2 separate regions of the Arabidopsis thaliana genome follow, and region 1 is linked to region 2. Evidence: chromatin contacts called from public HiChIP or PLAC-seq data. All regions are on one chromosome and are shown on one strand. The core of a region is the stretch at or near the end of the contact, and the rest is flanking DNA. Distances in the headings are between cores, read along the strand shown.

Region 1 (6,605 bases), core at 2,428-4,927, 62 kb before region 2:
CAAGATAATCTCTCTCAGTACCAAGACCTACAAAGTCATCCGGCTGATCAGACTACAAGCTGTGTTGCTCCTGCAAAAAAGAAAAGAGGACGTCCACCTTTAGCTAAACCCCAAAACAAAGCTGCTTTACCATTGCTGGGAGCAAAATCAAGCAAAAGAAAGGGACTTATCCAGAACTCCCCTAAAAGGAAATCCACACCTGAGAAGAATGAAGCTCACATACAAGAATCTGCTGGCCCTAGCAGAACCACGAAAACAAAGCAAAAGCTTCTCCTCCAACCTGGAGCCTCCAACCCTTCCTCAAGTCAACCTACTCCACGAGTAACTATTATACCTGCAAGAGTGAAAGATAAGGTGGATTTTCACCATCTACCAAATCAGATTCCTTAAAAGTTCTGAGCTGGAACTGTTGTGGATTGGGGAGCCCCACAACAGTACAACGGCTGCGTGAGATGCATTCTTCAATCTCACCAGAAATTCTGTTCCTTATGGAAACCAAGAACCCCAATGAGACAACCCTCACCTCTTTAAACTGGATGAATTTTTCTGCACATCACCTTGTTCCCCCGCATAGCCCAGGAGGTGGTGGTCTGGCCCTTCTCTGGAAACATGAAGTAGAAGTGACAATCCTTTATTCCTGCAACAACTTTATTGACACAAAGATTAAGGCGGCGGGTAAACACTTCTTTGCTACTTTCATCTATGGGGAACCAGACAGATCAAAGCGGAAAGCTATATGGGATCAGCTTACCAGTTTAGGGAAAGATAGAAGTGAACCCTGGTATCTTACTGAGAATTCAATTATATCATAGATTCTTCTGAAAAACAAGGAGGACCTGCAAGATATGAAGGAACTTTTGTGGACATTAGATCATTTATGGCGGAATGTGATTTGTATGATTTAAGACATTCAGGGAATTTCTTATCTTGGCGTGGAAAGAGACATGATCATGTTGTGCATTGCAGGCTTGATCGTGCATTGTCCAATGGAGCGTGGGCTGAAGATTATCCTGCTAGTAGATGCATTTACCTTTGCTTTGAAGGGTCAGACCACAGACCACTTCTTACCCACTTTGACCTGTCAAAGAAAAAGAAAAAAGGAGTGTTTCGTTACGATAGGCGTCTAAAAAACAACGATGAAGTCACAGCCCTTGTTCAAGAGGCCTGGAATCTTTATGATACAGACATTGTGGAGGAAAAAATTAGCAGATGTCGTTTGGAAATTGTTAAGTGGTCTAGGGCTAAGCAGCAAAGTAGTCAAAAACTTATTGAGGAAAATCGTCAAAAACTTGAAGAGGCAATGTCTAGTCAAGATCACAATCAAGAGCTGTTATCGACTATCAATACTAATTTGCTCTTAGCATACAAGGCAGAGGAAGAGTATTGGAAGCAGAGAAGCAGACAGTTATGGCTTGCCTTAGGAGATAAAAATTCGGGTTACTTCCATGCCATCACTAGAGGTAGAACGGTGATAAATAAGTTCTCAGTGATAGAAAAGGAGGATGGAGTACCTGAGTATGAAGAGGCAGGGATCCTCAATGTTATCTCCGAGTATTTTCAGAAGCTATTCTCTGCAAATGAAGGAGCTCGAGCTGCAACCATTAAAGAGGCCATTAAACCATTCATCTCTCCTGAACAGAATCGTTCTCTGATTTAATTGCCTTCAGCAGAGGAAATAAAATCTGCTTGTTTTTCTATCCATGCTGACAAAGCACCCGGTCCGGATGGGTTTTCGGCGAGTTTTTTCCAATCAAATTGGATGACTGTGGGTCCTAACATTGTTTTGGAGATCCAATCCTTCTTTTCTTCATCTACCCTTCAGCCAACAATCAACAAAACACATATCACACTGATTCCTAAAATCCAAAGCCTGAAAAGGATGGTAGACTACAGACCTATAGCTTTATGCACAGTTTTCTATAAAATCATTTCAAAGCTGCTGTCTAGGCGTCTGCAACCAATCCTGCAAGAGATAATTTCTGAAAATCAGTCAGCTTTTGTTCCAAAAAGAGCGAGTAATGACAATGTACTAATCACACATGAAGCTCTTCATTACCTCAAATCCTTAGGAGCAGAGAAACGATGCTTTATGGCTGTCAAAACTAACATGAGTAAAGCCTATGACAGAATTGAGTGGGACTTTATCAAACTGGTTATGCAAGAGATGGGGTTTCACCAAACTTGGATAAGCTGGATTTTACAATGTATCACCACAGTTTCATACTCCTTCCTCCTCAATGGCTCTGCTCAAGGTGCAGTTACTCCAGAGAGAGGATTGAGACAAGGGGATCCTCTCTCACCGTTCCTCTTCATAATCTGCAGCGAAGTTCTCTCTGGTTTGTGCAGGAAAGCTCAGCTCGATGGATCTCTTCTCGGATTACGGGTCTCTAAAGGCAATCCTAGAGTTAATCATCTTCTTTTTGCAGATGATACGATATTTTTCTGCCGCTCTGATCTCAAAAGTTGTAAGACTTTCTTGTGCATTCTCAAGAAATATGAAGAGGCATCTGGTCAAATGATCAATAAATCAAAATCAGCAATCACTTTTTCAAGGAAAACCCCTGATCATATCAAAACAGAAGCTCAACAAATACTTGGAATTCAGCTGGTTGGAGGACTAGGGAAATATCTGGGCTTACCTAAGATGTTTGGTAGAAAGAAGAGAGATCTCTTCAATCAGATTGTTGATAGAATACGGCAGCGATCTTTGAGTTGGTCTTCTCGGTTCTTATCCACTGCGGGCAAAACCACAATGTTGAAGTCTGTACTAGCATCGATGCCTACCTATACCATGTCCTGCTTCAAACTTCTTGTCTCTCTTTGTAAGAGAATCCAATCAGCCCTCACTCATTTTTGGTGGGACTCTTCTGCAGATAAAAAGAAGATGTGTTGGATAGCCTGGTCAAAAATGGCAAAGAACAAGAAGGAGGGTGGACTTGGTTTCAAAGATATTACAAATTTTAATGATGCCTTGCTTGCAAAGTTGAGTTGGCGTATTGTGCAATCTCCATCGTGTGTTTTGGTTAGAATTCTGCTAGGAAAGTATTGTCGAACCTCGTCCTTCCTAGACTGCTCAGTCACTGCTGCTTCTTCTCACGGTTGGAGAGGCATTTGTACGGGCAAAGATCTAATCAAATCTCAGCTGGGGAAAGTGATTGGATCGGGCTTGGATACTTTGGTTTGGAACGAACCGTGGCTATCTCTTTCAACCTCCTCAACTCCAATGGGTCCTGCACTTGAACAATTCAAATCAATGACAGTAGCTCAGCTTATTTGTCAAACCACAAAGTCTTGGGATAGAGAGAAAGTAAGATTGTTACTTCCCAGCTATGAAAAGGAGATCTTCCTTCTAAGACCCAGCAAATTTGGAGCCAGAGATCGATATGTTTGGTTACCTAATAAGACTAGAGACTACTCGGTCAAGACAGGGTATCACGCAGCTGATGCTCTTTCTCACCAAGGTACTCAACTAGAAGAACCTCCATTGGACTTTAACTGAAATAAGGAGATATGGACCAAACACTGCCCCCCAAAATTGAAAATTTTCCTCTGGAAAGCCATGAAGAATGCTCTCCCAGTTGGTGAAAACCTGAGGCTGCGTGGTATAAATCCGCTTGCTCTCTGTCCTCACTGCGACGAGGCTGAATCAATTCTCCATCTGCTTTTCCTCTGCCCATTTGCTTCTAAGGTCTGGGATCTTTCTCCTTTCAAAACCACGCTTCAAGCTTCCCGGATCACAAGTATGAAACAGGGTTTGGAAGTCTCAAAGCTCCTCGTTACCCTTCCACCAATCGGAATTGGACAAGGACAACTTCCCATTTGGATCTTGTGGAACCTATGGAATTGCAGGAACAAGCTAATTTTTGAGCAAAAACACATCTCGAGTATGGATCTCATATCCCAATCTATTTCTCAATCCACAGAATGGTTAGGAGCTCAGATCCAAGCATCGAAATCTAAGATCGTGATTCCAGGTATATCTCCCTCAGAGATCGATTTAGACACGATTCAATGTTCTACAGATGCTTCGTGGAGAGAAGAGACCTTACAGGCTGGTTTCGGTTGGGTTTTTGTGGACCATTCGAACCATTTGGAATCCCATCATAAAGCTGCAGCGATGAACATCAGATCTCCCTTATTGGCAAAAGCATCGGCTCTCTCTCTCGCTATCCAACACGCAGCAGATCTTGGATTCAAAAAACTTGTTGTAGCTTCAGACTCGCAGCAGCTAGTCAAAGTACTAAATGGTGAGCCTCATCCAATGGAGCTCCATGGGATAGTCTTCGACATCTCAGTTCTCTCCCTAAACTTTGAAGAAAATTCATTTTCTTTTGTTAAGAGAGAAAACAATTCTAAAGCCGATGCACTTGCTAAGGCCGCTTTGCTTTTAATTCCAGCTGTACCGGTTCTCAATTAATGAAAACCAACTATTTGACAAAAAAAAAATAAAAAAATTCAGAGGCTACCACGTAGACGTTTCTTAAACACAAGACAACAGCTAAACTTTTTTTTTTTTTGGTCAAAAGAAAACACCTACACTAAGGTGCGTACTTTGCTTAATTATATTTTTCGGATTTAGTTTTTGGTTTATCTTTTTAAGGATTTACTCTAATTAAACTGCTATAATTTGTTTGACTTATTTGTATCTCTAATTAAACTGATATAATTTGTCTCTGATTCTAATTTGCCGGCTCCAGAGCAAAAGACTATCAAGAAGACTAATTGAACATTTGAAATCAATAGTTGAAGAAGCTTGATTTTATATACAAGCTGATAAGGCAGTTGAATTTAAACTTTCTATCTTTGCAATTGGACGACATAAGTTTCTTTTTAAGGGCTATTATAGTTCTCATAGAGGATATTTATGGTTACCTCTCATTCTCAGAATTTCAATTCAAATCCTTATTAATATGAATGAAAGTGGACAAAGTTTTATAGATTCTGCATATTACACATGCTTAACAAAATAAGCTACTCTCAATGGAGTAAATTAGTCAATTACCTGTAACTTGATGACTTTAACGGCATGTTAAAAGTATGATCAACGAAGTCCATATTCGTAAACCTGCGATTATTTACCAAACATTCATAGGACTATATAAAGTTTCAACATTAGATTAAGTACAAACTGACAAATAGACTGTGCCTAATCCGTTACCGATAAATCAAGGAGATTAAATTTGAATTGTAGAATTTTAGACAATAAAATATTAACTAAATAAGATATCAAATAAAATATTTTATATTATTATAGTAGATTTCAAAAAAATTAATAATTAATAATCAACAATGAACAAACATGATTCTCTTCTTTAACAATTTTTTTTGTAGAATCATTGAATCATGCAATAATAATTAGAGAAACAAATGATAAGCATGATTCTCTTCTTTACTGAATCATTGAAATGATGCTTTTACCGATTGATACCATAATCATCGATCGACAAATATTGTTTTATTTCAATAATAGAAAAATAAATATTGTGAACCATGTAAGTAAACATGGTTCTAAAAAAAATGTAAGAATCTCTATATCTACCTTTTAGAGCGTGTTGATAACGTGTTATGACTAGAGAAAGAGATAGAAGAAAAATGAGTGTGTTATTCCATTGAATAAAGAGTCCTTTATATAGGAGTACAAGGGAAGGCTAAAACCCTAGAGACATCTAGATGATGGACCTAGATGAAGAGCCTTATAATGGGCATCCATCTATTATTTATTACATTGTGGTTCTTTTTTAAATGGTCGTCCTTTTTTCTATTTAATTTTGTCAAAACAGTTTGTAAAACATAAGCAATGATTTTAAGTTTATCATCATACTAGATTTTGACCCGCACATATGTGCGGGGTTTCATATTTTAAGAAATAACTATAATACATTTTTGGTGAAAGATATTGTAGTGTATAAATTATAATGTGCATAGAAAAGTGTATAATGTTATTTATGATACAATAGCTAAATTTTTTAATTAATTTATATTTTTTATATTTTTCGTATTTTGCATAATAAATTGAATATTAGATTTGTTTCGATTTGCGGAATAATATAGAGATATTTGGAAAATCTGTGTATTTTTGTTAGTTTGATGTATATACAAATTAATTGTTTTGTTTGAAATTTGATCAATTAGATGATATAGCGTGAAATTTACTTTGAGGTACACCATTAGTTGATTTTTTTGTAACTAAAAATTCAAATTTTAAGTTTATAGTTGTTTTGTAAATATTGTTTCTTTTGTTTAGTGTTTGAGATAGGATAATTGTGTTAAAATTGTTAATTCTAAGATTTCACTCGTAGATTATCATCCCGTATGAATATCAAACCAAACTCGTTCCACCAGATAACTTCATTTCGTAAAATTAAATATTATTTTTGTTATTTTTAATATTCTTATTGTAATATGTTAAAAAATCGAGGGATTAACTTGTGGTAGATCTTGGATTAATATATTTAAAAATAATTTTTGATTTATAACTTTATGATATTGTAGTATATAAAACCAATTTTTAGTGTATACCTTTCAATAATTGTATAAAGTATATTTTAAAAGTCAAAATTTGTATAAATTGATATTGCAACCTCATGAAATCGTAGTGATTTACC
Region 2 (7,650 bases), core at 2,445-4,944:
GTATGTGGTCACAAATGTTGTTACTAGGTGCATATGCACTCCCTATGCGTTTTATTAATTTGGAAAATGTTTATGGATTTTCTCAAACGGTCTTACTTATATTGTATGAGTTGTTTTTTTTTTACAGGTTCATGATGTTTTGCTAAAGTCATTGATAATACTGGAGAGGCGAAATTGTTGCTATTTGATTCAATTTGCTCTGAAATTATTGGCGAGTCCTCTGCTTTTGTACTTGATGGCTCCGTTGAGGAGATCGAGGATCCAGATGTATTGCATGATCCCGTGAAAAATTTGATTGGAAAGACATTTCTTTTCCTGGTATGTGTTGAGAAAGAGAATATATGGGATGAGAAAAGAGATCTACAAGGTTTCAAAGGTTCTCCTCAAGGATGGACTTCTTGATGACCAATTGCTAGAGGACTCTGCTGAGATTGTCAACGCGGCTTCAATCGTTTCTGGTGATCAGGTAATCCTACTATAAACATATATCATTAATCATAACACTTATAATAATTTGTATTTATTGTGCTTCCATTCATATGTCTAATCTTTAATCGTGTATTATAATACAATAGGTACCACTCATGATAGAGAATAGCCAGGAAACAACCGAGTCTATTACTCCATCTTCTAAGCGTGTCTATGCTACAGAAATTGATGCATCAGATTGATCTTCAACTTCGAAGAAATTATGTCTTGAACCTATATACTTGGGAAAGTCTAAACTAGAGTTTGATGCGGAGGGTGTTATTCGTGGAGCTGCTACACCTAATACCTTGATTGTTGGAGACGAGCGTGTTGATATCAAAAAGAAAGGGACAGTGGTGGAGTTAGATGAAGAGGTTACTGTTGATAGGGGAAGTGTTGAGCTGATTATTGTGAAGAAGGAGGCTGTTAAGAAAGAGGTTTTTAAGGTGAAGGTCGAAAAGAAGGAGTGATTTGCTGGTCTTTCAAAAATGTGACGGTTGTTTTAGATGGACAATTTTGTTACATTTCTTTGCATTCGATTTGATTATTTCATGTTTCTTTCATTATTGATTTCAATTGTCTTTGTTAAAACCATTTTCGGATTTGTAAGGTTTACACTATTTTGGTTTTGAATTCATTTCAATTTATTCGAAAAAATCTATTTCCTCTCATCGTTCTTTGTCCAGTTCTCTTACATTTACTCTAATGTTCTCTAAATCTATGTTCTATCTTTTGTTTATTTTACACGAATTTATTACTATAGATCTTGACTTTTAGGGAATATAGTAACAGAGTTGTATTCCATGACTATATATTTAGCCTCTCTCGCTATACACTGACTCTCGATCAATTTTAAGTCAAAATTTTTGAATCAATATTAATCATTACTAAATACTGATTTCTGTTTAGATTCCTAATTAAGTCAATATATACGACAAAAAGTATGAGAATGGAATTATTGTATACTTTTTTTTGTTTACCGGTTTTTTAAAATAAATGGAAGAAAAAATTACAATGAAAGAAGACGAAACTATTACAACCAGAAAGAGAAGAAAGAGGACTAGCAGAGAATGCTAGAAAGAGTAAGAATCAAAAACAGAGAAACCTGCATAAAGAAAAACAGAGCCATAATCTTGATTTAAACCATAGTGAGTCCAACATTGGAGAAGTGAAATTCCACGCTTTAAGTCCAGCTGAATCATTACTTTACACTTGTTAATCATGGTGGACATGACGTCCATTGCGATTGTACCCGAAGAGAGGGAGAGACCATCATGGAATCGGCGATTTCGTTCCTTCCACAATGCATAGATTGCACCTTGCCAACCTTGAAGGAGAGCTAGATTACGATGTTTAGATGTTGAAGCTTTAGGTAGCCAAAGAAGGATTTGATCCCAGAGGAGCGGAGGGGGTGATGTCTGAAGCCGTTGTGTTATCAATCGCCAAACTTCAGCAGAGAAGACACATTCAAATACAAATGATTCCTTGATTCGTGGGTATTAACTTACCTATTGTAATCCGGTTTAGCTTAGATTGTACATTGTAGCTTGGTTTAGTTGGTTTAGGAGAATTGTATATAATCAGCTTTGTAATTACTTTTACATTTGAGAAAATAGAAAATCATTTCACAAAACTCTTTTGTTCTCGACTTCTAATATGGTATCAGAGCATTTCCTCACACAAATCTGGTGATTTCACCTTCGTTTCTACAGTTTCTGTTCCATCTTCACCGATTCTTCCTTCTCTGATCATTGATTGTTCTTCCGCGAGCTCAGTTTGAAGAAAAATGGTGAAGAAAGGTGGAAAAATGAAGACTCGAAGTGCAATGACGGATGATGAAGGTTCAGCTGTCAGATCTGCTCGTGAAGCAACGATCCTTGAAGATCAGAAGCTCATGGCACTGAAACAGCAACTTACTCAACGATCGGATGCTTATGGTGGAAATGGGTCAAATCCGAAGGTTCCTGACAACGTTGATAACCCATTGATTCTCCATTCCTCCGATCATCCAGGTTTATCTATTGTAGCTCATGTTCTTGATGGTAGTAACTATAATAGTTGGTCCATAGCGATGAGAATCAGCCTAGATGCGAAAAACAAGCTGGGTTTTGTTGATGGATCTCTGTTGCGACCTTCTGTTGATGATTCTACTTTTCGAATCTGGAGTAGATGCAATAGTATGGTGAAATCGTGGATTCTTAATGTTGTGAACAAGGAGATTTATGACAGTATACTTTATTATGAAGATGCTGTTGAGATGTGGACTGATCTATTTACTCGGTTTAGGGTGAATAATTTGCCTAGGAAGTATCAGCTGGAACAAGCTGTGATGACACTGAAGCAGGGATCTCTTAATCTATCCACTTACTTTACAAAGAAGAAAACTCTATGGGAACAGTTGTTGAATACTAAAACTCGTAGTGTGAAGAAGTGTGACTGTGATCAAGTGAAGGAGCTGCTTGAAGATGCTGAAACAAGTAGAGTCATTCAGTTTTTGATGGGTTTAAATGATGACTTTAATACTATCATGAGTCAGATTCTTAACATGAAGCCTAGACCTGGACTGAATGAAATTTACAACATGCTTGATCAAGATGAGAGTCAGCGATTGGTTGGACATGCTTCGAAACCTACTCCCTCTCCGGCTGCTTTTCAGACTCAAGGTTTGCTTACTGAACAGAATCCAATATTGATGGCTCAGGGAAACTTCAAGAAACCCAAATGTACTCACTGCAATCGTATTGGTCACACTGTTGACAAGTGTTACAAAGTTCATGGCTATCCTCCGGGACATCCAAGGGCAAATCAACAGAGTTCTTGTGTAGGCAGTACAAATCTAACAAGCATCGATCAGTCTGAAAATCAAGCACCGGTTATGCAGGATGAAATAATGTCTAAAGATCACATCCAACAACTAATCTCTTACCTCAGCACCAAGCTTCAGTCTGCTAGCATCACTTCATGCCCTGACAAAGCCACACAAAAGACAGTCCAACTCAATATCAAAACCCCATGTAGATAAACGATCTAGAGTAGGGTTACGATTGAGTATAAAAAGCCAGGATGTGATAGCATGACGTGGAATGACTGCTTTGTGCCATACAAGAGGAACCCAAGATTGAACTTGATTTGAAATCCTAATAGCATTCCATACAGATTTAGAAGAGAAAGAGAAGTAAGGCCTACCATCAATTGCCCAAACCGGAGTATCATTCGCTGATGACATGGAAATAGTAGAGATAAAAGAGTGGAGAAGAACTTGTCTCTCTGTTCTAGCAGGAGGAAGAGACCAACCATCTATATTTCGTAGTTCAGCCACAGTTGAAAATAGGCCTGGGAGATCGGTTAAATCGGGTTAAACAATTCGGTTTAATCGGTTTTCCGGGTTTTTTGGTTTTTTAAAATTTTGCCGAATTGAACCGAATAAAAATTCGGTTCAGTTTGGTACTCGGTTAATTCAGTTCGGTTAATAAAATTTATAACTCGCCGAATTTGAACCGAAACTGTTTTTAATCGGTTAACCAAATAGTGTTGGATCAAGTTTATGCATAATGGGCTAAGTTTTCTAAAGCCCAACTTTATGTTTTTAGCTTTTATAAGCCCAAAACGTTGTTCTAGGTCAAGTGAAGCCCACTACCCACATCTAGGGTTTTGTTGTTCATTTTGTGAAGATGACGGCAAACGGTTGGAGTGAGATGGAAAAACAAAGGTGAGGTGAAAAAGAAAAAAAACAGAGAAGATGAATCTAGATCTGGCGAGAAGAGATGTAGAGAACCATAAAATTGTTGCCGTTAAAGTCGTCAATGACAGAAGGATTTATGTCGCGACGGCTTTGACAGAAGACACCTACAAAACAAAAAGGTGGAGAAGAAGAACTAAGACAAGGAGAAGAAGAAGAAGGAATACGAAGAAGAATGAAGAAGGATTAGAAGGTCAAAAATAAAAAGTGGTTGAAGAAGAAAAGGAGACAAGAAGCGTTTGTAGAGGAGGAGAGATTAGAAAACAATTTAGAATTTAGTGATAGATTTAGGGTTTTCTATTTTTGTAAGGTATCTCCCTAAACCGAAAAAACCGTTCGGATTTGATGAACCGAACCGTATTATCCGAAGACCAAAATTAATTTAATTTTTGGCCGATCGGTTTAGAACAATAACTCGGTTTGAAACCGAAAACAATAATCGTCGGTTTGTTCAGTTCGGTTTAACCGGTTTCTGCCGAACTCCCAGGCCTAGTTGAAAACAGAGGGATTCCTAAAGGGAAAAATGTTTAAAAAGAATGAACTTTCAAATTTGGGACGAAAAAAACATAAACTTTTAAAATGTCACTTAAATACCAAAGTAATTGTTGACTTTTAAATTAAATAGTTAACTTTTGTTGACTTTGCCATTTTGGACCTAACGTTAAGTCAACTGACGGAAAAATTAACAGTGTTAAGTTTTTCGTTATAAATTCTGTTAACTTATAATCGGCGAAGTTTTAATATTATAAAAATATTAAAAAGTGAAGAATCAAACATAACACCTTTGAGATGAAACGCTGATACTGAACCTACTGAGCTGAGACATCGTATTGATTGTACACAAACTTAGATACATATATAGCTTAAATAAAAGCTCGATAAATGCATCCATGGCATTAACTTCCGATTCGGGCTACATTTCTCTGGGACTCACTCTTAAGATCGCGAATCAAGATCTAAACCACGACGATTAGAAAGAATTGACCATCTTCGCATCTTCTGATCAAGCTTTCTCCAAATTTACTCACCATTTTCGGAGGAGTAATCAATCGACTTCTCTCTTGGAAAGAACTTTTGAAATTGGTTAGGGAAAGATTGATTATGTTCTGCAAACTGTGCTCAATGGGTATGAAATTCACTAGGATGCGGCGAGTTGACGACGGTGAGATACTCGCCTTCTCGGTGACTCCGACAAAGGGGATCAAAACCCTCAATTTTTAATAAGAGTTAATTGCAAAATAGGCATTTGTCTTGGTTATATATTTACTTTAAAGCACTTTTTACATAACTTTCGAAAACAGGTACTTTCCCCTAGTGACAATCATCTATATCCTCCAGTCATTGGCGTCATCTTCTCAGAGGATACGAGTTCGATTCCTGAACTTGTTATAAATTTTTAAAATTTGAAACGATGTCGTTTCATAAGTTAATAGAATTTATAACCAAAGACTTAACTCAGTTAATTTTTCTGTCAATTGACTTAATCTCATAACCAAAAGCAATTTATAACCAAAGACTTAACCCACTTAATTACAAAATCAACAATAACTTTGGTATTTAAGAGACATATCGACATTTTTCCCGATTCCTTAATGAGTAGGCCCATCTGATCCAAGGAAATGGTAAAGAGAATCAAAAGGAGTCCAAGGATCCCACCAAAAGAACGTGGAATCACCATTTCCAATATTGATGCTCAGAAATTGAAGAGTTTTCGAACGAAGCTTGAGTAATTTTCTGAGTAAGCAACATTCTTTTCATTCAGTGCCCACAAAGGAGCTGTAGACAAGTACTTACTTCGTATCCATGCAACCCATAAAGATCTGGCTCTAAAAAACAGCATCCAAAAAAGTTTCATGGCATAAGTCTCATCCCAACTACCAATATGTCTCAATCCAAGTCACCTTCAGATTTAGGGAAACAAACATTATACCATGATACTTTTGCACCTGAAGGTGTATCCAATTTCATAGAAAGGAGCTGCAAAGCCCATTGATCTTTCGAATAACCTGCTTAGGAAGTAAGAAAGCACTAGTCCAAAAACCTATGATGCCCGAGATGACAGAAGAGATCAAAGTTAATCTGCTAGCCAAACTCAGAAACTTGTGAGTCCACGAGTTTAATTTTTTCCTGATTTGAGATAACAAGGGATCACAATCTCGAACCAAAAGCTTTCTTGAGCATAAAGGGAGACCCAAGTACCTAATTGGAAGAGGGGTAGGCTGCAGATTGAATATACCCTTTAAACGGCTCAAGCTATGCTCATTCAAACCAGAACTAAACATAGAGGTTTTCTCAATATTCATTCCCAACCTAGTCATATCCTCAAACGCTGTAAGGACTGACAGAACCCCTCTCAAAGATTGCTTAGAACCCTCTAAGAAGATCAATAAATCATCAGCAAAACACAGATGTGTAAGCCTAAGATCCACACATCCAGGGTGATACTAGAAATATCCTTCTTCTCCTGCTTTATTCAACATATGAGATAACACATTCATTACCACAGAATCGAGGATAATGGGTCTCCCTGCCGTAAACTTGTCCTTCCTTTGAAATAACATGAAGTAACCCCATTTATACTTAATATATCCCTATTTTCATTGATTTTATCTATGATTTAGGGTTAGGATTTTGAGTCTTTATGTTGTTTCTCAAGTCGTTTTAGTGTCTTTTCAAGTACTCTATGTAGTGGGACAACAATGGAGATAAGGAGACATTCAGGAATCAGAGAGAGTGTCGATCGACACTAGTTTTGGCCCAGCAAAGTTGATAACACTGTATTTATCATCATTTAGCTTATTTTAGACACTTAGGCATTTAGGATCATCTTGCATACATATTGCATGTTTTGGTGTGTTTTCAGGTGCAAAAGGAGCTTAAAAGGATTCTACTCGACCCTCTACTGTATCCAACCAGGAGGGAAGCAGCGGAGCAATCTACTCGATCAGTTCACTCGATCCAGGCAGCTACCGAGGAGGCAGAAATTCACTCGACTAGTTTACTCGATCAAGGCAGCTACGAAGGAAGCAACATATCTGTCTACTTGCCCCTCTTACTCGATCCTCTACTCGACCCCTTTACTCGATCAAGGACGACCAACTCTACAAGACTTGTTGATCTATCAAAGCGTTTTCGGATCCTCCTCATTCCTCACTCAACCAGACATCTGAGCATACCGATAGGAGTGGAAGAAGCATCTACTATGTAGACTATAGACCAAGAGATTGGCTAGATTGCTTATTGGCTTTGGTAGATTGTTGCTTAAACCCTGCTCTGCTATGTTTCATCAACGAGAGTTGGGATTAGGAAGTGGTAGAGTTATGGGGGTCTCCGTCACGAGAGTGAATTGACCCGGTTTTTGAATCTATCATCTAGGGTTTCTGCCTTTCACCTGTTAGCCACTTGATGAACCCTAGAGTTGTCCTTATCAATAAATCCATCCT

What was found. HiChIP or PLAC-seq counts read pairs in DNA pulled down with a chosen protein or histone mark.
Region 1: a contact with region 2 is called in an H3K9ac HiChIP or PLAC-seq map of seedling, with 1.8 times the contacts expected there. The contact joins the promoter of AT2G11225 here to the promoter of AT2G11035 in region 2. A contact is called at or near these places in 4 of 26 Hi-C or Micro-C datasets (root and seedling) and 1 of 2 datasets of contacts at active chromatin or transcription factors (seedling).

Annotation. Positions count from the first base shown.
Region 1 is chr2:4,475,496-4,482,100 of TAIR10.1, reverse strand. It overlaps AT2G11225, which reads right to left and starts at 3,677. Exons shown (of 9, transcript NM_001335371.1): 1 at 3,590-3,677; 2 at 3,175-3,230; 3 at 200-238; 4 at 1-52. The coding sequence starts at 3,677. AT2G11215 reads right to left here and starts at 4,325. Exons shown (of 1, transcript NM_001335370.1): 1 at 4,233-4,325. The coding sequence starts at 4,325. The coding sequence ends at 4,233. It also overlaps the pseudogene AT2G11240.
Region 2 is chr2:4,412,964-4,420,613 of TAIR10.1, reverse strand. AT2G11035 (reverse transcriptase zinc-binding protein) reads right to left here and starts at 3,694. Exons shown (of 4, transcript NM_001335367.1): 1 at 3,440-3,694; 2 at 3,200-3,323; 3 at 2,167-2,324; 4 at 1,542-1,886. The coding sequence starts at 3,694. The coding sequence ends at 1,542. It also overlaps the pseudogene AT2G11135, the pseudogene AT2G11140 and the pseudogene AT2G11150.